Regions from separate parts of the Sus scrofa genome. Here region 2 is linked to region 1. Evidence: chromatin contacts called from public promoter capture Hi-C data. All regions are on one chromosome and are shown on one strand. Each heading gives the region's core, a stretch centred on a gene start, on an enhancer-like site or on the middle of the called end of the contact. The rest is flanking DNA. Distances are from core to core; before and after follow the strand shown. Region 1 holds the start of FAM213A (family with sequence similarity 213 member A). Region 2 overlaps TSPAN14 (tetraspanin-14).

What was found. Promoter capture Hi-C pulls out the DNA fragments that hold promoters and counts their contacts.
Region 2: a contact with region 1 is called in a promoter capture Hi-C map of fetal liver, with 3 times the contacts expected there. The contact joins the enhancer-like site here to the promoter of FAM213A in region 1. A contact is called at or near these places in 2 of 5 promoter capture datasets (fetal liver and liver), 25 of 47 Hi-C or Micro-C datasets (adipocytes, adipose tissue, alveolar macrophages and 15 more) and 2 of 2 datasets of contacts at active chromatin or transcription factors (alveolar macrophages and skeletal muscle).

What each region holds. Positions count from the first base shown.
Region 1 is chr14:82,246,898-82,252,052 of Sscrofa11.1, reverse strand. FAM213A (family with sequence similarity 213 member A) reads right to left here and starts at 2,575. Exons shown (of 6, transcript NM_001244375.1): 1 at 2,400-2,575. LOC106506062 (a long non-coding RNA gene) reads left to right here and starts at 2,704. Exons shown (of 3, transcript XR_001301043.2): 1 at 2,704-2,922.
Region 2 is chr14:82,353,107-82,358,261 of Sscrofa11.1, reverse strand. TSPAN14 (tetraspanin-14) reads right to left here. Exons shown (of 9, transcript XM_021074409.1): 4 at 4,366-4,512; 5 at 2,350-2,520; 6 at 118-243. Among named protein-coding and RNA genes, the nearest start is that of SH2D4B, 22 kb to the left of the region's middle. Within about 2 kb of position 2,316, at least 8 of the 83 cell types and tissues checked have an H3K27ac peak or open chromatin away from gene starts, as enhancers often do. A contact at or near this core is called in adipose tissue, where this site is marked.

The sequences.
Region 1 (5,155 bases), core at 1,326-3,825:
AGTTTACCCGAGGCTACAGACCCCTTCCCAAATACTTGGCCATTCTGCCCCTTGTTTGCATAGCCTCTTGTCTGGCCTCAGAATATCTGCTCTACCAAGTTATACGAGAGAGGATGGGAAGGCAAAGGCAAATCACAAAAGACACTGGGCTTCAGGACAAAAATCCTGGGTTCTCACTCTTTGATTCTGAGAGGTCACCTCATCCCTCTGAACCTCATTGTCTTCTTAAAAATAAGGGCATTTTAGGAGTTCCCTGGTGGCTCAGCAAGTTACGGGATCTGGCATTGTTACTGCTGTGGCATGGGTCTGATCCCTGACCTGGAACTTTCACATGCCATGGGTTCAGCCAAAATAATAACAATAATAATAATAATAATAATAATAATAATGGCACTTTGAAGGGCTGTCAGAAAGAATACACTAGAAGAACAATGTGGAACACAATAAAGCACTACAGAATCGTAAGGCAGCAATGTATCCTTCTCTTCTTTGCAGGGCTCAGATTCACTCATTCTCTTATGACAGCAGGACATCTGAAGCAAAACAGAAACGAAACACTGAATAACTTCTCCAACTGTGTCACTGCAGGCCCACCTCCTGGCTGGAAGTCCTGGGTCTGGAGGGAACCCTGGTTTCTCTCAGGCTCCTCTGGCCTAACTGCCTACCCCACAAGGCATACTCCATGCTGCCCTTCAGCAGCCTGCCAGCACCAGGAAAGGCAAAGGGCCCTGCCCAGTTGTAATCCCCCTGTGCCAGAGGTCACTGAGCTCAGGGGTGAAGCTGGTTCCCTCACAGTGCCTCCAAGACAACTCTTGCCACATACACCTCAGCAGAGGGAGATTTGGAGTCTCTCTGCTCAAAATTTCACAAAAAGGCAAGTACTCAGCTGGCAGGAGAGCTGCCTTATTTCTGGGATACTGACAGAGCTTGGGGCATCGAGCGCCAGAATTCCAGTCCTCACCAAACTTTCCAAGCACCATTAAAATGACAGAAGCATATAAGACAAAATAAGAAATGTCTTCTTACCCCTCAGGAACCATGCAAAAAACCTCAACTTAATGTCATGCCCTTATAAAAAAAGGGCAATATGAAAGGGCCACACCAAAATTAACTCAAACCTAATGCAAATTCCTACAAGCTGTTAAGAATCTGAACAAGGCAAGTGTTTCTGCATTAGTAAAACAGGAATGCTTCCCAAATTACAAAACATAATCTTCTACAGAGTTATAGGAATCAAAGGATTAAATGTATAGGTGGTGCTTCGTAAGCTACCTTACAAAGAGTGACATAATGTGAGGTATAATTCTTGCTCACTTCTAGATTAGTCAATGATTGCCCCTAAAATGTTGTTTGTACACGAAATGATGGGTTTCTGATGACTGGGTATGTTCCAAGGAGTCTAGGTTTCTGGATCCCAATTCTCAGTCTCCAGAACAGGACTGAAGCGAGAATATCAGAGACTATACAGGCTGGCTCGTGGATAATGCTTTCCCAAATAAATCTGAAGTAAGTATTTTCTGTTTTTAGTCATCTGCCAAGCACAAAGAAAAAAAAAAAAAAAAAAAACTAGATTGAGAGCTAGTTTAGTTGGGCTAGAAAAGCCTGGTGTGGTAAGGAAAAGAGACCCAAAGTCAGCTGGGACTGAAACCCAGCTCGGCTTCTGCCCCTCCCCACAACCCCTGCCAGCCTGGTCCTTAACCATCTTCTTCAGCTCTGATCCCCGCAACAACCTTGAGGAGAGACTGTCCAGACCAATCACCGATGCCTTGTTCGACTTTTCATTCCCAGACTTCAGCACAATGTTTTACAGTTGGGCTCTTTTCAAAGTTGTCAGGGGTTTGAACCTTTGGGGGAAAGAGGCAAAACAGGTGCCTCTGAGACTATTAAAAAAGCAGGAAATCGCGGCCCCATAAAATACAGGACCCTATGCAAGCACAGGGCCCAGGATGACCTAGCTCTCGGTCTCCACCTGCACATCGCCGGCTGTACAGTTGGCCACCCCCAGGCAGCCCCCCAGGCCCATCCCAGGTTCGGCCCCGCAAGACGGACGCGCCAGGGCAGAGTCCCTTTCTCGGTTCTTTGACCAAACTACCCAGACGGGTCGTTGCCATCAGCCTCTCTCAAACCCCGGGGCCGCTGGGGGTTGGAAAGAGGGGGCGTTCTTGGCTAGACGATCAGTGCCGGCTCCCGGCTCCCGGTCTTCTGACCGCAAACACGGGGTTTTCCCAAGGAGCGCAGAGCGCTGGGGAGAGAGGGACGTCACTCACAGAGGCAAATAGGGTCCTGGATCCGGCCCTGCAGGTGCGCCTCCCGAAGGGCGGACCTAACCTGCCAGGTGTCCAGCCCACCCACGCGCGCCCATCAATCTCGATCGCCCCGCCCTGCCTCAGTTTCCTCACCTGCCTTCGCGGACGTCACGTGCCTCGCAGAGTCCTGAGCGCCTTACGTACCGCTGGAGTTTCCGTCCCTCCCGCCTCCTCTCGCAACACAGGACGCCGTGGGGGGTGGCGGACCAAACCTTCCCCAGGCCCAGGGGTCCCAGGGGTGGCCCCCGCGCCTGCGCAGGATCGCGCCTGCGCCGCCCCGCGCGCCTCCCTCACGTGATCAGCCCCGCCCCTCAGTGGCTCCGTGCCAGCGCCACTGTGGAGCTGTCGCCGGCTGCCAGCGCGCGTCCGACACTCTGCAGCACTGTGCTCTTTCTCAAAGCTCTAGCTCCGTTCAGTCCTTCGGGAGTGGTGACCCTAGACTCCTATCACTAGGAGCGCCTTCTGGAGCAAAAGGAGGCTCTACTTGGATCTGGAAGTCCTGTAGCTGAGGACAATCCCCATTTAGTCCTCAGCGAGTTTTTGAGCAGTTATTTTTGGACAGCTTGTTCTGTTTTTTGGCATGGGGAGGGGGAGTCTTTAGGACCGACGCATTCCGGTGAGTGTCCCTTAAATCTTTAGGAACAAATTCAGAATTTTGCCAGCATCTGACAGCATCCCGCAACCTCTTTCACCCGCAAAATGCTGGCTCTTTGGCAGAGGATGGTGAGTGGCGGCTGGACCACTGGTTCCTGGAATGTTGCCTGATTTCACAGATTGAGAAGTCAAGGTCTAGTTTGACCCACATTGTTCATCTACATATTTACTCGTGGTATGTTGAGTGTCCACACTGTTTTGTAAACGCAGGCGGTTGAAAGAACACCTTTTCGGAGACAGGAGGAATGATTCACAGTATCGCTGGTTCAACTGATCAGTCACAGGCAGTGTACAATGAAATAGCAAAGTTAGGCTGAGACACCCACTGATCAGAGGTGGCTCTCTGCCTGCAGTTGGCTCCCCTGAGTTCACCTGGCAACTGCCTACTGGTGTAAAAAGTCCAAAAGCTTTCTTGATTCACCCTTCTGACCTCCCATGCAGATTCCCGATTGCTTGTAAATTTATGGGTCAATAGAATCCATTCAAGAGATCACTACTTGGAGTTCCGTTGTGACACAGCTGGTTAAGGATCCCATGTCACAGTGGCTGGGATCCCTGCTGTGGTGAGGGTTCAATCCCTGGCCTGGGAATTCCCACATGCCACAGGCTCCACCAAAAACAAAACAAAAAAACCCCAAAGAGATTCATCAGTCCCTAACCAGCTTCTAAGTTCCTTTGCTTCATCTCTGGGACCCTGGTGCAGAAACTCTGCCTATGCCCACAAGTGCTAAACAGAAATTCAGAGACAAGAATTTTGGGTGAAGGAGAAAAAAATTGCTTTATTGCTTTGCCAGGCAAAGGAGGCCACAGCAGTCTAATACCCTAAAGAATGTGTCCTCCTTTGGGAGTGAATAGGAAGGGGTCTTAAAGTTTGGGAGTGGAAAATAGGGCCACAGATAAGGATCAGAGGAGATGCAAGCTTGTATTCTTCACAGCTGGTGTTTAGTGGCCCTGGAACTGATTCTGGTAGTCCTCCTCCTTTTTGGACTATAGAATGCTTCATCAAGTAGTTAACATCTTTCATTTGTTGGGGGTTTTAGTTCTGCAGAAGAACTCAAAGATAGTGTTATGCATATTCCTTGCCAGGACCCTGCCCTAAGGCTGCACTGTTGTTTCTGGACTGGTCTTTGAATCCTCTCCCTTCCCTGACTAGTAACTGTTTGAACTGAGGCCTATTCTTGCCTGGGAGCCCCATAGAGTCCTGCTCATTTGCTTTTTTTTTGGTCTTTTTATGGCTGCACTCACGGCATATGGAAGTTCCCAGGCCAGGGGTCAAATTGGAGCCGCAGCAGCTGGCCTACACTACAGCCACAGCAACGCCAGATCCTTAACACACAGAGTGAGGCCAGGGATCGAACCCGCCTCCTCACGGATACTAGTTGGGTTTGTAACCCACTCAGCCAAAACAGGAACTCCGGGGTCCTGCTTATTTTCAACCCCAGAGCCTGTTCCAAGGCCAGCTCGGAGGTGTACTTGGGAAGTGTTGTGAAAGAGAGGGTGTTTCTAGATTGGAGGTGAGAGCAATCATGCAGCCTTCTGGCAGGAGTAGGTATTTGATTTGAAGGCCTGAAACATTTGGCAGAATTTGATACAGTGTTGGTGTAGTCACAAGAGGACAGTTTACCACCAGAGGGCCTTTATCTGTCCTGCTTAATACCTTACCCTGTGAAGGGGGGAGGGGGAGAGAACTTATTCTGACTGTCCTGAAATAGGATATTTGGTCAACAGGGAGAAAGGGTGCAGGAAAGGCCACTTAGAATGGAACAGGAAGCCATTTCCCTTGGGTATGGGTCCCCAGAGACTGAATATTAATGACAGAACCATTCAGGGGTCATGAGTAGCAGAATCCTGGGGTGGGAGGTCCCTGAAGTTTCCACTGTGGTGTAATTACCAAATGCAAAAAGCCATGATTATATTTACACTTTTGTAGCATTCCAAAGCTCTGGACTTCAAAAGCCAGGCTAGATCTGATAGCTAATTAACACACTCCTCGCAGTCTCAATTTGAGAAGGCACAGGCTGAAGAATAAGTTACAGGCAAGTAGGCACAGGAAAACTTGCAAAACTCAAGGATTAGAAACAAAAATAAACCCACCAGTCTGCCAAGTTTTAAAGAGAAAAGTATTTTTGATGTTGCAAATCCAGGGAATAACTTAGATTTTGAATTTAAGGGGGTAGAAATTAAGGTTAACTAGG
Region 2 (5,155 bases), core at 1,067-3,566, 110 kb before region 1:
GAGTTTCAGGAGCCCCGGGGCGAGTCGATGGGAGCCAGGCACTAGTTCCACCTACAAAAGAGAAGCAGCTAGATCCCTCAGGGAGGCAAGAACCCCCATGCTCAGGCATCGACTCACCGCGGGGTCTGGCACGCAGCAGGAGAAAGGCACCCCACACTTCTCGCGGCTGTAGCTGGCACCACTGCAGTTGAAATAGACATTGAGGTCCCAGTCTTCAGGGCCGTATGCCCCGCAGCACTGGTTCTGCAAATCACAAAGCCAAGAAATGGGGCTCCAAGTGGGGCTGTGGTCGCCCGACATAGGGTGTGAGCTTCAGGGACACGGGGTTAAGTGCATCTCCATTGAGAAATCGAGGCCTATCTCACGGACCTCCCAGCACAGAGACGTGAGCAAGGTGATCCAGGTGACCCTTTAGGAAGGAAATTGCATCCAGGCCCTGTCTGGGCCCAACACATGGGGCTGGCTCAACAGCGCCCCCTGGCCTCAGCTCCACTCCCTCCTCACCCTGGAACCTTCCCTTCCTCCCCAACTGCCCAGCACAGAGCCCAGAGTGGGCTTCTCACTCTTCTGAAGTGGTCCCTCTACTGCCCTCCAAGAGAACACCTCCCTGTGGGCAGTGCACCCTCTTCCCCAGGAAAGGTCCAAGCTGGCCCCAGGCACCTTTTGTGCCTCTTTACAGAGAACAGCAGCTGACCGTCTACTCTCAAGGAAAGCATCATGACTGGGGTGAATGGGAACGCAATCAAAGCTCTGCCCCTGACCCCTGATCCCGGGCCTCCATCCTTCCTCCCCACCCGCAAGGTCTGATGAAGCAGCAAATAAAACACTCATTTGTCTAAAATATCGTAAAACCAAACATAGTGAAAGCATCACCATGACGTCAATGGTGTCCCAATCCAAGAGCAGATATTTTTGCACTTGTCCTTATAGCTGACACAGTTACGGCTAGAATCACAAGCCCACAACCAGGATTTCTGCATTGCTCTTCATTTCTAAGGTAAATCCCATCTCCCCTGCCCACCTCACCCACCCCCACAGTCCCCAGGGGCTCTAAGGACCACCTAATATTTCACCATGAGGAAGCTCTACCACTCACCCAATACCTCTGGGGAAAGGCATTTTCAAAAGGAAGGGAAGGCAAGGGGGAAAACTACAATGTCTTTAAGGCCAGTACAGGAAGGAAACACCCTGGTATCCCTGACACCAGCAAGATCAAGGCCAAGTGGAAATGAAAAGAGAACTGCAGCTTTGAACGAGGTACATTGAGGGAAGGACATCAGAAGAGGGTGGGATGGTGGCCTTTCACAGATCATACAGGTCATTGCTAATGACACATGATCTCTGGTCACATAACGGGTTTTGCTAGACCCTACCATATATAAATAAAGGTAAACAAGTCTTGGTTAACATGGACAATGGATGATAGGTTTTTGTCTTTTGTTTCTGTGTTGTCTTTTTAAGGCCACACCCGTGGCATATGGAAGTTCCCGGGCTTGGGGTCGAATCAGAGCTGTAGCTACCGTCCTATGCCACAGCCACAGCAACACCAGATCAGAGCTGCATCTGCAACCTACACTGCAGCTCAAGGCAACACTGGATCCTTTAACCCATTGAGCAAGGCCAGGGATCAAACCCACATCCTAATGGATACTAGTCAGGTTCTTAACCTGCTGAGCCACAATGGGAACTCCCATATTATTTTTAATGCTTTATTTCCTTTTCAGAACCAAGGGGCTCCATATAAAAAGTTCCTGCAAAGGCTATGTTTTCTGACAGATCAAACAACAGCCTTGTTTGTATAGGTCGGCACAGTAGGGAGTGAGTTCCTCCTGGCAGGGGAACAAGGGGGACGGCTGCAGTCCCAGCTTCCAGGTGCAGCCACACACGAGGGGGATGGAGACCAGATGGAAAAAAAAGGCCCCAGGCCGGGAATGCTTAGACAAACACCGGGAACATATTCCAGGGAGGTTGTGTTCCTCTCCATCTGAAGAAGCTGCCTCCAGGCAGCTCTGCCCTCTCAAACAGGAAGGGGAAAAGGTCTCAGGGAGGAAGGGGACAGGAGACAGGAATAGCCTCAGACAGGGAGGGAGTCACCGGCCCAGGGGACTGCAGCTGCCCGCATGGGGCTGGAGAGATCCAGGCCCTGCAGGGGGAGGGTGGCTGTGGGCTCAGGAGGGAGGCCAGCCTCCCCAAAGCAAACAAGGTAGGGTACCCTGACAGTAGGCCTGGTACCTCCCATGGCCCCCCCGAGGAGGGAGAGCCTGTGTTAGCCATCCGCCCCCGAGCTGTACACACAGACTGCAGCCCAGAGAGCTGAGCACTATCAGGGAGAAGCCAGGCGGTGCTTACAGCTTTCTGAAGGGAGTCGATGAGGTTCTGCAGGTCTATGTCATCCCGGTAGGATCGGATGTTGCTCTCGAAGAATTCCCGGAACCGGTCCCTTACCCAGTCCTGGAAGAGGAAGGCCAGCACGGCCACAGCCAGCTCCAGAAAGAAGATGAGCACAATGGCACTGCAGAACTGCAGGGGGACAAGCACAGGAGCCAAGGTCACCACACCTCCAACCTCCCAGCCAGATGGGCACTCTCCTCTGACCCAGGACCACCGCCTGCCACAAAGGGCCCGAGAGACCCATGCGAGGGTCCAGGGATTCCCACGTTATTAGCTGTCCAGAGTTAGGGCGCTCTGGACAGCTCCACTCCATGTCATTTATAAAATGGAGATGGGGGAGTTCCCGTCGTGGTGCAGTGGTTAACGAATCCAACTAGGAACCATGAGGTTGTGGGTTCGGTCCCTGCCCTTGTTCGGTGGGTTAACGATCCGGCGTTGCCGTGAGCTGTGGTGTAGGTTACAGACGCAGCTCGGATCCCAAGTTGCTGTGGTTCTGGCGGAGGCTGGTGGCTGTAGCTCTGATTCGACCCCTAGTCTGGGAACCTCCATATGCCACGGGAGCGGCCCAAAGAAATAGCAAGAAGACAAAAAAAAAAATAAATAAAATAAAATAAAATGGAGATGGTCCTCCCCACCCATGTCACTGCAGTGCTGGCAGAAAGTCAGAGGAGTTGAAGTATTAAGAAGGCTCCAAGACAATGTCGGCCACCTCCTGTGAAGGAGGCTGCCCTACTCCAACAAGGAAAACCCATCATGGGAACAAATGCTATCCCACCCCACCGGGCCATCGGTTCTTTGAGGGCAGAGACTGTGCCCGAGCCATACTCTCTGACCAATCTCCCGGCGCACCCAGCCCAGCTGCTAGCAATCTCACCTGTCACCCCCACTTTAGGGAAAAGGAAACTGGGGCTCACTCAGGTAGGTAGCTGACTTAAGGTCACACAGCCCAGGCAGGACATCTGAGATCCCTGGCAGGGCTCTTTACAACTCTGGAGTTGTTGATATTATCAGTACCTACTCCATATGTGCAGATAGGATAGTCAACTGCAAAGAAAACTCTGCAGAAGAAACACAGCTGGAATTCTGTAAAGGCCACTGCAGCCACAGGTCCCCTCCTGCCGAGGAGGGGTTCCAGCTTGTAGAGTTTTGTTATCACAGCCATCATCCCTGGCCACACAGCACACTGGGCAGCTGCCACAACCAGCAACATCCCAAAGTAAGACATGTGTGCACGTGCACACACACGCCCCCCCCACTACCACACACGAGGGGCTCTGCAACGTAATCGCCATTCTCGTAGTAGCAAGATAACCAAACATAATAACTTTAAGAGAAAAAAAACCCCACGAGTTTTGCTTTTTAAATTAAGCCCAAAAAAGAGAAAGCTTGATCTAATAAATCCAACAAATAATATATTGCAAAACACGATTATGCGTTTTCCCCACCAGGTGCTGTTTAATTTTAACTGAATGCATTTCAAAATGAATGTGTATCTAAATATAAAACTATTCAAAGTTCTGCCAGGAAATTAAGGATTCTGCACTGCATACCCAACAGATTCCCTGGAGCCTAGAGGAGGGAAAAGATTTCCTAACATTCCGGACAATGTCCTTTGATCTTAGCCAGGAAGGGCAAAGGTGAGTAGCAAACAAACAACTCCTTTAGAATGTCTGTGGGTAGATAAAAGGCAAGGGAGTGGGAGGGGAGCAGGCCCGGCAAGCAGTCAACTCCACCTACTAGGAGCTGAAAACCAGAGGGCCCAGCTTCTCCCAGGAAGCAGCTAGTTCATCTTATCTTTTCCTGAAATCTTACCTTTTGGTGGGCAGCAGGGTACAAATGGTGGCCCACCACTGCCAGATCCTGGGGGAGGCTCATCAGAGCTGCTACCCCCTCTAGGTAAGGGCTAAGCCTGCCCAGCAGAGCCTACCCCCCACCTCCGGATCTCCTCCCACCCCCACACCTGGGGCCACTCACAAAGTTGAGCAGGCAGATGTTCTCCCGAAGGGCCCCCACGCAGCCAGCAAAGCCCAGTGTGAACATCACCACGCCCACCATCAGGACCAGCACCACAGGGTCAATCCCATGCATCCGGGTCACTTTGGTGAGGTCGGACAGCACCCCCTGAAAAAGGCAGAAAAAGCAGGGTTATATAAGCCTCGAAGAGAGTCAAGGGTGTGGGTAGGGAAAGCAGCTGTGTGGGGAACTAAATGAGGACAGGGACCTGCCTTCCAAGGCTCAATCTTCTCAGTAAAAGCCAGGTCAGAGCATGGCCCCACTGCCTGGCAGAACTTTGCCCACCTCAGCACCCCCTGCTGCCCTCCTACTCCTGGTCTCCATCTACGCTGTGAGTTCCTCCCAGACAGAACCCATACTTCTTTTGTAGCCTGCAGGGTACCTACGCCAGGCCTGGGATGGGAGGGGGCCCTGTGGCCTGTGGTCAAGGCATCCCAGGGCCCTGGCCTCTGGCAGCTGACGTAGCATCCAATTCATGGAGAACCCCACTATCCTGAGATGAAAAACAACTTCAGTATGAACACACTTGTGAAATATGCATCCACCAAGGACAGATAAAGGTAGCACTGTCCATTACCTTTTTGTGATAATGGAGATTTTGTATATCTGCACTATTCCAAATGGTAGCCACTGGTCACATGTGCTACTGGGCCCTCGAAATGTGGGCTAGTGGAACCAAAGAACCAAATTTTAATTTGTTTTTCATTTAAACTATTTATATATAATTAGTCACGTCTGGCTAATGGCAACC